Regions from separate parts of the Hordeum vulgare genome. Here region 2 is linked to region 1. Evidence: chromatin contacts called from public Hi-C data. All regions are on one chromosome and are shown on one strand. Each heading gives the region's core, a stretch centred on a gene start, on an enhancer-like site or on the middle of the called end of the contact. The rest is flanking DNA. Distances are from core to core; before and after follow the strand shown.

Region 1 (4,269 bases), core at 1,019-3,518:
TTATGCCCACAGATGTACATGCGATAATGAGCATTCCTATTTGCACATGTAATGAGGAGGATTTCTGGAGCTGGAAGTTTGAACGCAATGGATACTCTTCTGTCAAATCGGCCTATCGTATGTTGATTGCCACCCAACGCGTCGCGAGGCATGGCTGGACGGTGCACCTGGACCGTCGTCTGTTGTGGTTTAGGAGGCGCCATGGAAGAGCTTGTGGAATGTTATAGTCCCGTGTAAAGTAAAAATGTTTCAATGGAGGTTGGCTAAGCAATCAATCCCAACAGAAGATGTTAGGGCACCCAAACACATGACTAATAGCCCCTTATGTGGCATGTGTGGAGCGTCCGATTCCTGGAGACATTCCCTGATCAATTGCACCTCATCTAGATGCACTTGGGCCCTGGTAGACGAAGACCTAGGTGAGGTTTTAATCGCAAATACCGGGCCCAATGCAAAGCAGTGTCTCTTTGCACTAATTGATTTACTACCACATGATCAGTTCATCCTCCTGGCAGTCACCCTTTGGACGATATGGACAGCCCAACACAAGGCGATTCATGAACACATCTTCCAATCACCCCAAACTACACAATCCTTTGTAAGAAACTTCATCCAGGAGCTTGAGGCGTTGAGAGTACCGCGCCCAACAGGAGCTAGGAGAGGCCCTTTGGAAGTTCAGAGAGCGCGTCAAAAGCTCCACTGCTGGGGTACGCGAAAATCCACGTGGATGCGGGTATTCGCACAGGTAGAGGGGATCGGCGGCTGCAGTTTGCCGCGACGATCATGGCATCTACATGGGTAGTTCGGCATTGGTGATTGCAGGACTCCAAGACCCACTTATTCTAGAAACCATCGCATGCAGAGAAGCCTTAGCGCTTGGAGCTGATCTCAATCTACAGAGAGTAGTTATTGCATCTTATTAAAAACAGGCGATTTTGGACATCAACAATGGAAGCATGGGGAATAATAGAGATGTGATCAAAGAGATTAAGTCTACAGTAGTTCAATTTCTTTGTACTTTTGTTTTTGAAGGGCGTACAGCCAATATGGAGGCACACCATTTAGCTAAATTTTCTCTTCATAGAGAGCCGCGGCACCACACTTGGTTGGGGATGTCCCATGACCCAATTTGTATCTCACTTTATGTGGCTTATGATGAATAAAATTGCTTTACCCGCTCAAGAAAAAACCGCATAATCGCACCGGCAACTTCATGGTTATTTGTAAGCTGCAGTAACCACCCCACACCCCCACGTGATGCGCTTACTTTCGTATTTTTCCGTTTTGATAATTTCTTAACTCACATTTATTTTCATTTTTCTGTTTTTTCTTTTATCTGATTTATTTTTCCTAGTTTTTCCGTTTTGATAATTTCTTAACTCACATTTATTTTCATTTATTTTTCCTAATTTCTCTTTAAATAGATGAACTTACTCTCAAAATTGATGGACTTTTTCTCAAATTATTTGAACTTCTTTTCACATTAGTGTTTTCTTTAAATTTAAGAACTTCTTTACAAAATGATGAACTTTGTTTTCAAAATTGGTGAACTTTTCTTAAATTCGATGAACATTTTTTCAATATTGATGAATGTTTTTTCAAAATCGATGAACATTTTTAAAATTCACCAATATATATCTATATCCATACTTCTATACCTACTAATAAATCAAAGTAAGTTTCTCTCATTTTTTCATCCGTTCACTGGTGAAAAGCTTTATGTTCTAGTATTCCGGCTCGTCATTGGTCATTAGGACACGTTTGTTCGACTAGCTAGCAACATGTCGCTAGGTCTTTCATTTATGCGATGTAATTAGTAATATATTCGGTTACATCGTCGTAGGAGGCACTGACCAATCCCACTACTATCAAGATCTCGTGGGCCAAACATGACCCCCGAGAAGGTCGCAACTCGTGGCTCCGTCTCCGACACATCATTTTTCTCACGCGGTTAATCGTACAAAAATATTTTTTACAACGCACGGGCATATATGCTTGTCTTTTTTGAAATATTGACAAACTTTTAACATTGGATGAACTTTTGTCCAATTTGAAGAACTTCTTTTAAGTGGCTGAACTTTTTTTAAATATGTGAGATTTTTTGAAATCATTTTTTTGTGAAATGTGGTCGAGCAAACTAGGGAAGAATAAAATGTGAAATCCACATGGGCCGGCCAACTAGCATCGGCACGTGGGCGCTAGGGAGCTCCTCCGGCGCGTGAAGCACCGAATCTTACCTCCCACGTGCGTCAACTAGGAGGTCTCACATATGGTAGAGTATAGGGGAAACCCTATTTGACGCTCCTTGCGTCAAATAGTCGGGTAAACACACAGGAGCTGCGAGCGAGCGACGGGGTTTGGGCCGGACTGTTAGTTCACCGATCCCGGTTTTGGCAACCTTCTTGAGGTTTTCAGCCCGTTTTTTCTGGTTTTGGGAAGTTTTTAGATGATTCCCTGATCCAGTTTTTCTTTCTTTTTTTCTTTTTTCTTTCTTTTTTCTGTTTCTGTTTAAAAATGTTCTGGATTTTCAAAAAATGTTTTGGAATTTGAAAAAATGTTCTGAAATTAGAAAAATGTTCCAGAATTAGAACATATAAATTTCGAAAATGTTTTGTAACTTCAAAAATGTTCCGGAATTTGAAAAAATGTTTCGCAATTTAAAAGATGTTCCAAAATTTGAGAAAACGTTCAATGTTATTAAAAAATCGGAATTCTCAAAAACAAAACGTTTCGAAATTTGAAAAATATTCTGGAATTTGCGAAAATGTTCCGGAATTTAAAAAAATGTTCTGGAATTTTAATAAAAATGTTTTGTTTCTTATAAAAATGTTCCGAAAATTGAAAAATATTCCGAAAATTGAAGAATATTCCGAAATTTGAAAAATGTTCCGGAATTTTAAAAAATGTTTGCAAATGTTCATGTTTTTGAAAAATGTTCACGCTTTCAAAACAATGTTTCCTACTTTTAAATAATATTAAAAAGTTTGAAAAGATGTTCGCAGATATCTAAAAGTGTTCAACGTTTTTTGAAAAAAGGTTCGCATTTTTTTAAAAATCATCATGTTTTCAGAAAAATATTCAGTTTTAAATGAAGTCGGATTTTTTAAAAGGTTCGTCTTTTACAAAATACAGTAGCTACAGTACCATTTGCTCGCATGTATTTCTCTTTTTACTGTATTTTCTATATGGTGCCACAGTAAACTCATTACCAGGCCAGCCCAGGTCTGACTCGCCTTGCGCGTTTCCTCGGCAGTCGGACGCAAAACGCGTCGTATAGGAGCTCCCAAAGTATAGGAGCACCCAAATATACCTTTTTTTTTAGCAGAGTACAATCGAAGTCGCTCACATCCACGAGCGTACACTCACCCATATGAACGCACACACGCACACCCTATCCCTATGAGCACCTTCGAGAGACTAAGCCGGCACATCATCTTGAGATTGACGAAGTCGCCACTGACTTGAACTCTGGTGGACAGGGGATACCACAGTCCTCCTAACCATCCAACCACAGGTTGGTTTGCAGCACCCAAATATACCCGCCCAACTTAATCTGACACTTGGCTAGCCCAATATACAGTTGAATACAATGGTTACTCAAATATCTCAACCAAACAAACTTTATTAAAGTTCATATGGCATATCCGGTTGAGATCTCCTCCTCCTGAGTGACTGTTAGTGCACTAGTGCTCACACACGAGCATAGTGAGATGCGGCCCAAAATGCTCGCTCGCCTTGCATAACGAGGATTGTTCAGGCACGATCATGAAAGAAAAACATGCTCTATGCCAGTTGTTGTTGCTGCTCAGTTGATTTACAAAAATTCAATTTAGCAGCAGAAAAAGGTTTATGATTTTTTTAAAGAAAAAATTCGGTTTAGTAGAGTAAAAATTATTTGTGAGTTTGAGAAAATGTTCATGAATTTGAAGAAAAAGTTCTCCAATTTGAATTTTTTATGGATTTGGAAAGTGATCACAATTTTAGTTTTCGATGAATTTGTAGATTTTTTGAGTCTGAAAAATATATAAATTAGTTCACAAACTTGGAAATAAAATCCAAATCAAAATAAAGAAAACAAGAAAGTGAAAGAAGAAGAAAAAATGTATCCTGGGAAAACATAGAAAGCGCCCCATAAAAACCGAGAGGATATTCTAGAAACTTCACAAAACCGGTAGAGAAGACCTTATGGCCTTATGTAACGAATGCATAGAAATTTGGCACATGACTGCCAAATAGGATTCCTCAATACTTTCTTTTTGCGACAAAGAT
Region 2 (4,269 bases), core at 726-3,225, 850 kb after region 1:
ATTGTTGCTTCAACTAAAAAGGATTAACTTACATCGAATATCCAATTCGAATCCTAGGTTCATCTGCATCCGGTAAACAGTAAATTTAAAAACAATGCTATAAATTTTCAAAAAAAATCAAGGAGCATATTTAAGTGTGGGAGGTGTATGTCAAATTTCAAAGCATTTGAAAATCTAAATAGCTCTCAGCAAAAAAAGTCAAACTATACATAAATAGTAAAGTCTTCATAGACCCTAAATTTATTTATTTATTCCTAAGAGCTACTCACTTATAAAAATGCCCTGAAATTTGACACGGAAATCATGCACTAAGCCATCTTTCTCCCAAAAAATAGATTTTTTAAAATTTATTTAGTATTTCTTACTATTTGTTTTCACTGCCGGACTCATCTGAGAGCCCGGGAACCAAAGCAACGTTCCCTTTTTTTGTGTACATAAAATAATTTTCCAATATTACCAGCTGCTTGAGAATGAATAGTTGGAAGTACATATTCAGGCCATCAAATTACCAAGCTACCAAATTATATATATATAGTAGTAAGAAGAAGAAGAAGTAGTACTTTACTCCCTCCGTATATATATATAGTGAACTAAACGCCTTATATATTTTTTACCGAAGGAGTACTGGTTAACCGAGCAGCATGTGAAGCAGCATGTCATTGCACGCGTCCATGGCGCCGGGCAGGCACCAGTGTAGGCAGTCCCGGGACACCCTAAACTTCTCCGGCTCCCACATCCGGTACTTGCTCGGGTGGGCGTCCGGCCGCAGCGCCATGGCCTCCGTCACGTCCATCAGCAGCATCCGCACCCCTTTCCCTCTCGCCGCAGCCTCTGCCGCCGCGAACTCCTCCACCTGTATCCGGCGCATCTCCTTCTGCTCCTCGTCCATCTCCCACTCGCCGCGCTGGAGCGGCCGTGTCCGAACGCAGTCGCCGTCCTCGTTCCTCGTCCCGTTCTCGTAGTGCGACGGCGAGATCGTTCGCACGATGACCGTCCTGGAGCGGCCGCCCGGCGCGCCGACGGCCGAGCGCAGCGCGCTCCGGAACGCCAGCCGCAGTGAGTACCGGAGCGTGAGGTCGGTGACGTTGGGCACGAGGCAGCCGCTGCACCCGACAAGGCGGCCGCGCTCGTAGAACACGGCCGGCCGGTAGAACCAGCTGCCGGCGGAGACGACGATGTAGTCGAACATGCCGGCGTGGGCCGCCCATCCAGCGTCCGGCTCGTCCAGGTGGAGGCTCCACAGGCCCGCCCCGCTACGCGTCGGGCCGTCCCGGTCGGTCTCGACGGCCCGGACGAGGAACGGCGACCAGAAGTCGGCGACGGCGAAGCCGTGGCGCTCGTAGCGGTAGACGTATCCCGCTTTGGTCCACGGCGCGGGCCGCTCGGTCCGCGCCAGGAGGCACACGAGCGAGTGCATCTGGTTCCTGGCGAGCGAGTCGCCGACGAACGCCACGGATTTCCCCCTCATGGCGCCGAGGAACCGCGCCGCGTCGAAGCGCGGCAGCTCGCACTCGTCCGGCCGCCACCGCCACCGGATGAACCCGAGGTCCGGCTTGCCGTAGCGCATGCAGTCGTAGTGGCCGTGGATCACGGGGCACGTCTCGTTGGTGTACCGCGGCGCGCCCGGGTCCCGCACCCACTCGCCCTTGAATATGTCGCAGGACCGGTCGACGCCCCGTCCATGGCCCGTCGTGCTCGTGAGCAACGGCGGCATTAGCGGCACGCGGCCGGGCAGGCCCGTCGCCGCGAGGACTACAAGGCACGCCGTGAGGACGGCGGCGGGGAACATATAGTGCCAGTGACGCCTGCAATGGGCAATCGATGGTAGCTTAACCACATGAAACTTCATCGGTGTTAACATCTATCCCAACGAACTACGGATCATGAGCGCTGTGTTTATGAATGAGCATATTTATACGGATTCTTTTTTTTTTCTGCTTCATGAACATTCAGTAGTGTCAGGTGGAAGTAGCATGTCGACGTGATACCATTGAAGACGATCGAAGAAGGTGGTGACTAGTTAGCGTTGGGCGGTACGTAATTAGTATGCAGCTTACACTTGTGATGGTGGATTCCACGTGACCTCTAGTGCTAAACAGGTGCGCCTGTACGAGGCCATGAGCACTTTCCGAGCTGTAAACAGAGCTAGCGGTAGAGCTCCAAACTGACCTTGAGTGCTAAACAGGCGTGTCGAGATTTACGGACTGAACGGTAGTCACCCACCATTCCAGACATTCGAGAATGAGCATTTTATTTCCAGATCTGTCACGTACTCTCCAGGAAACCTACTCTCCAACGCTATGGTTGTGACAACTGACAATCTTAGAGCAAATAACGCTGACCCATAAAACGTATTTACAGTTCATGAAAAACGATTTTACAGACGGGTGTGGGCGAGCGTAGAGTCGCACCCTGTAAAATAAACCTATAAAAAAAATATCCGTAGAAGATGCTCTTTTACGGATCGACTCGAGCTATGACGGAACAGACCCCTTAAACTTAAACTGTAAATCGAATTTCGTTTATATTTTCCCCTGCATCTTCTTCTTCCTCTCGTCTGTGTCCATGATCAACTAAATTTGTTTCTAAATACGGAGTCATCGATTCCTGAATCCATCCAGGAGCTAGCTCCTTCGTCTAGGAATCCATCGAGGGGCTAGCTAGCTAGCTGGCTCCTCCGTCCAGGAATCCATCCAGGGCTAGCTAGCTAGCTAGCTCCTCCGTCCACGAATCCATCCAGGGCTAGCTAGCTAGCTAGCTCCTCCGTCCACGAATCCAGAAGCTATCTAACTAGCTATGGTGTCCACGAATCCATCGAGGAGCTAGCTAGCAGGTCGTGGGATCCATCCAGGAGCTCGAAGCTAGATAGCTAGCTTCCGCCACCGACGCCGAATCCGGCCAGGACGAGCAGGGCGGCCGTCAGGACGAACGGGGTGGCGTTAGGCGCCGGTGGCCGGTGTTCGGGGACGTCCGGGGTTGCGTACGGTGGACGTGGACAGCGGATGCAGAAGTTTCCATGGTAGTTGGGCTCCCGCTAACTGCTTTCTCTCCATGGAAGGCATCGTAGAAGCGGATGCGAAAATTGTGTTTTCGCAGATCGGGAAGAGCTTTTTACCGCGCCCCGTAAAAATATTTACGGGTCCGACGCATTTGCAGGGTCTGATTGGGCAACTTTTTTCACGCAGACCTGTATTTTGACGGTTATTGTGCGGGTTGGGACATTATACGGGTTCTGCTACAAATGCACTTAGGGTATGTTTGGGACTGCTCCACTTCATCAAAATCACCTTCACTTTTTGGTTTTTATCTAGCTTCAGATTGAAAAATAAAAAAATTGATGAAAAGAATCTATTTGATTGGTTAAAGAGGGAGAAATGAAGGGGTATCCATTAACCGGTGGCGGTTGTGGGTAATTCTTCCCCAACTCCAGCTTCTAGAGTTTTTTGAAACACTCTCTAAAGAGCTTCATAAAAACTTTAATTTGTACAGCAGAATCTATTTTTTTATACGGAGCGGTATATCGTGAAGCTATCCTGTTCGGTTTTTTTCTTTTTAAGCGAGACTGAATTTTAAAGAGAGAGCAATCCCAAATAGGGTTTTATTCTAGGCCATTAGCGTAGCATAGTTCTTGTTCAACTCCAGTAGCATAATTGTCCAACTCCAACTCACCCCACTCGCTAATAATGTTAACTTCGATGCGACGGTCTAAATAGACAACGGATTTGACCTGTATTTTATTCATTTAGATCCGCAAGGCAAGCGAAGTTGTCTTGTTTTGTTCGACGGGCCGTAAATGCGCCCAATGCGGTCAACACATACCATATTTGTGGGAAAATTCTATTTGTCGCTCACTGCATCGAATTGCCAACACTTCGCATAGGGGGGGACGGACGCAAGGAACGCGTATGGGTCGGCCTATTCCAGCATTACCTAGCCAGTTCTGGGAATATTCTAGACTTTTCCCACCGGTATTTTTTGATTTTGGAAACTTTCTAGAAGATTTCCTGAACTGATTTTTCTTTTTTTTTCTTTTTTCTTTATTCAATTTTCTTTTTTTATGTTACTTTTTGAAAAAAATTCTGGAATTTTGAAAAATGTTCCTGAAATTGAAAAAATGTTCCGAAATTTAATAAAATGTTCCGGAATTCGGAAAAATGTTCTTAAATAGGTTAGCGATACAATATTGTTCATATGTAGTCACACGATCTGGTGGCTATCAGCGCTTGTGGTGGAAGACCAAGTTGTTGGTTCGATTCCTCTCGGTGCTTC

The links. A called contact is a pair of places that touch in the nucleus more often than the background predicts.
Region 2: a contact with region 1 is called in a Hi-C map of seedling, with 2.6 times the contacts expected there. The contact joins the promoter of LOC123412790 here to the enhancer-like site in region 1. A contact is called at or near these places in 2 of 6 Hi-C or Micro-C datasets (leaf and seedling).

Annotation. Positions count from the first base shown.
Region 1 is chr7H:120,086,608-120,090,876 of MorexV3_pseudomolecules_assembly, forward strand. No RefSeq gene overlaps it. Among protein-coding and RNA genes, the nearest start is that of LOC123410542, 190 kb to the left of the region's middle. Within about 2 kb of position 2,269, at least 2 of the 3 cell types and tissues checked have open chromatin away from gene starts, as enhancers often do. A contact at or near this core is called in leaf and seedling, where this site is marked.
Region 2 is chr7H:120,939,133-120,943,401 of MorexV3_pseudomolecules_assembly, forward strand. It overlaps LOC123412790 (protein trichome birefringence-like 19), which reads right to left and starts at 1,976. Exons shown (of 1, transcript XM_045105724.1): 1 at 439-1,976. The coding sequence starts at 1,861. The coding sequence ends at 629.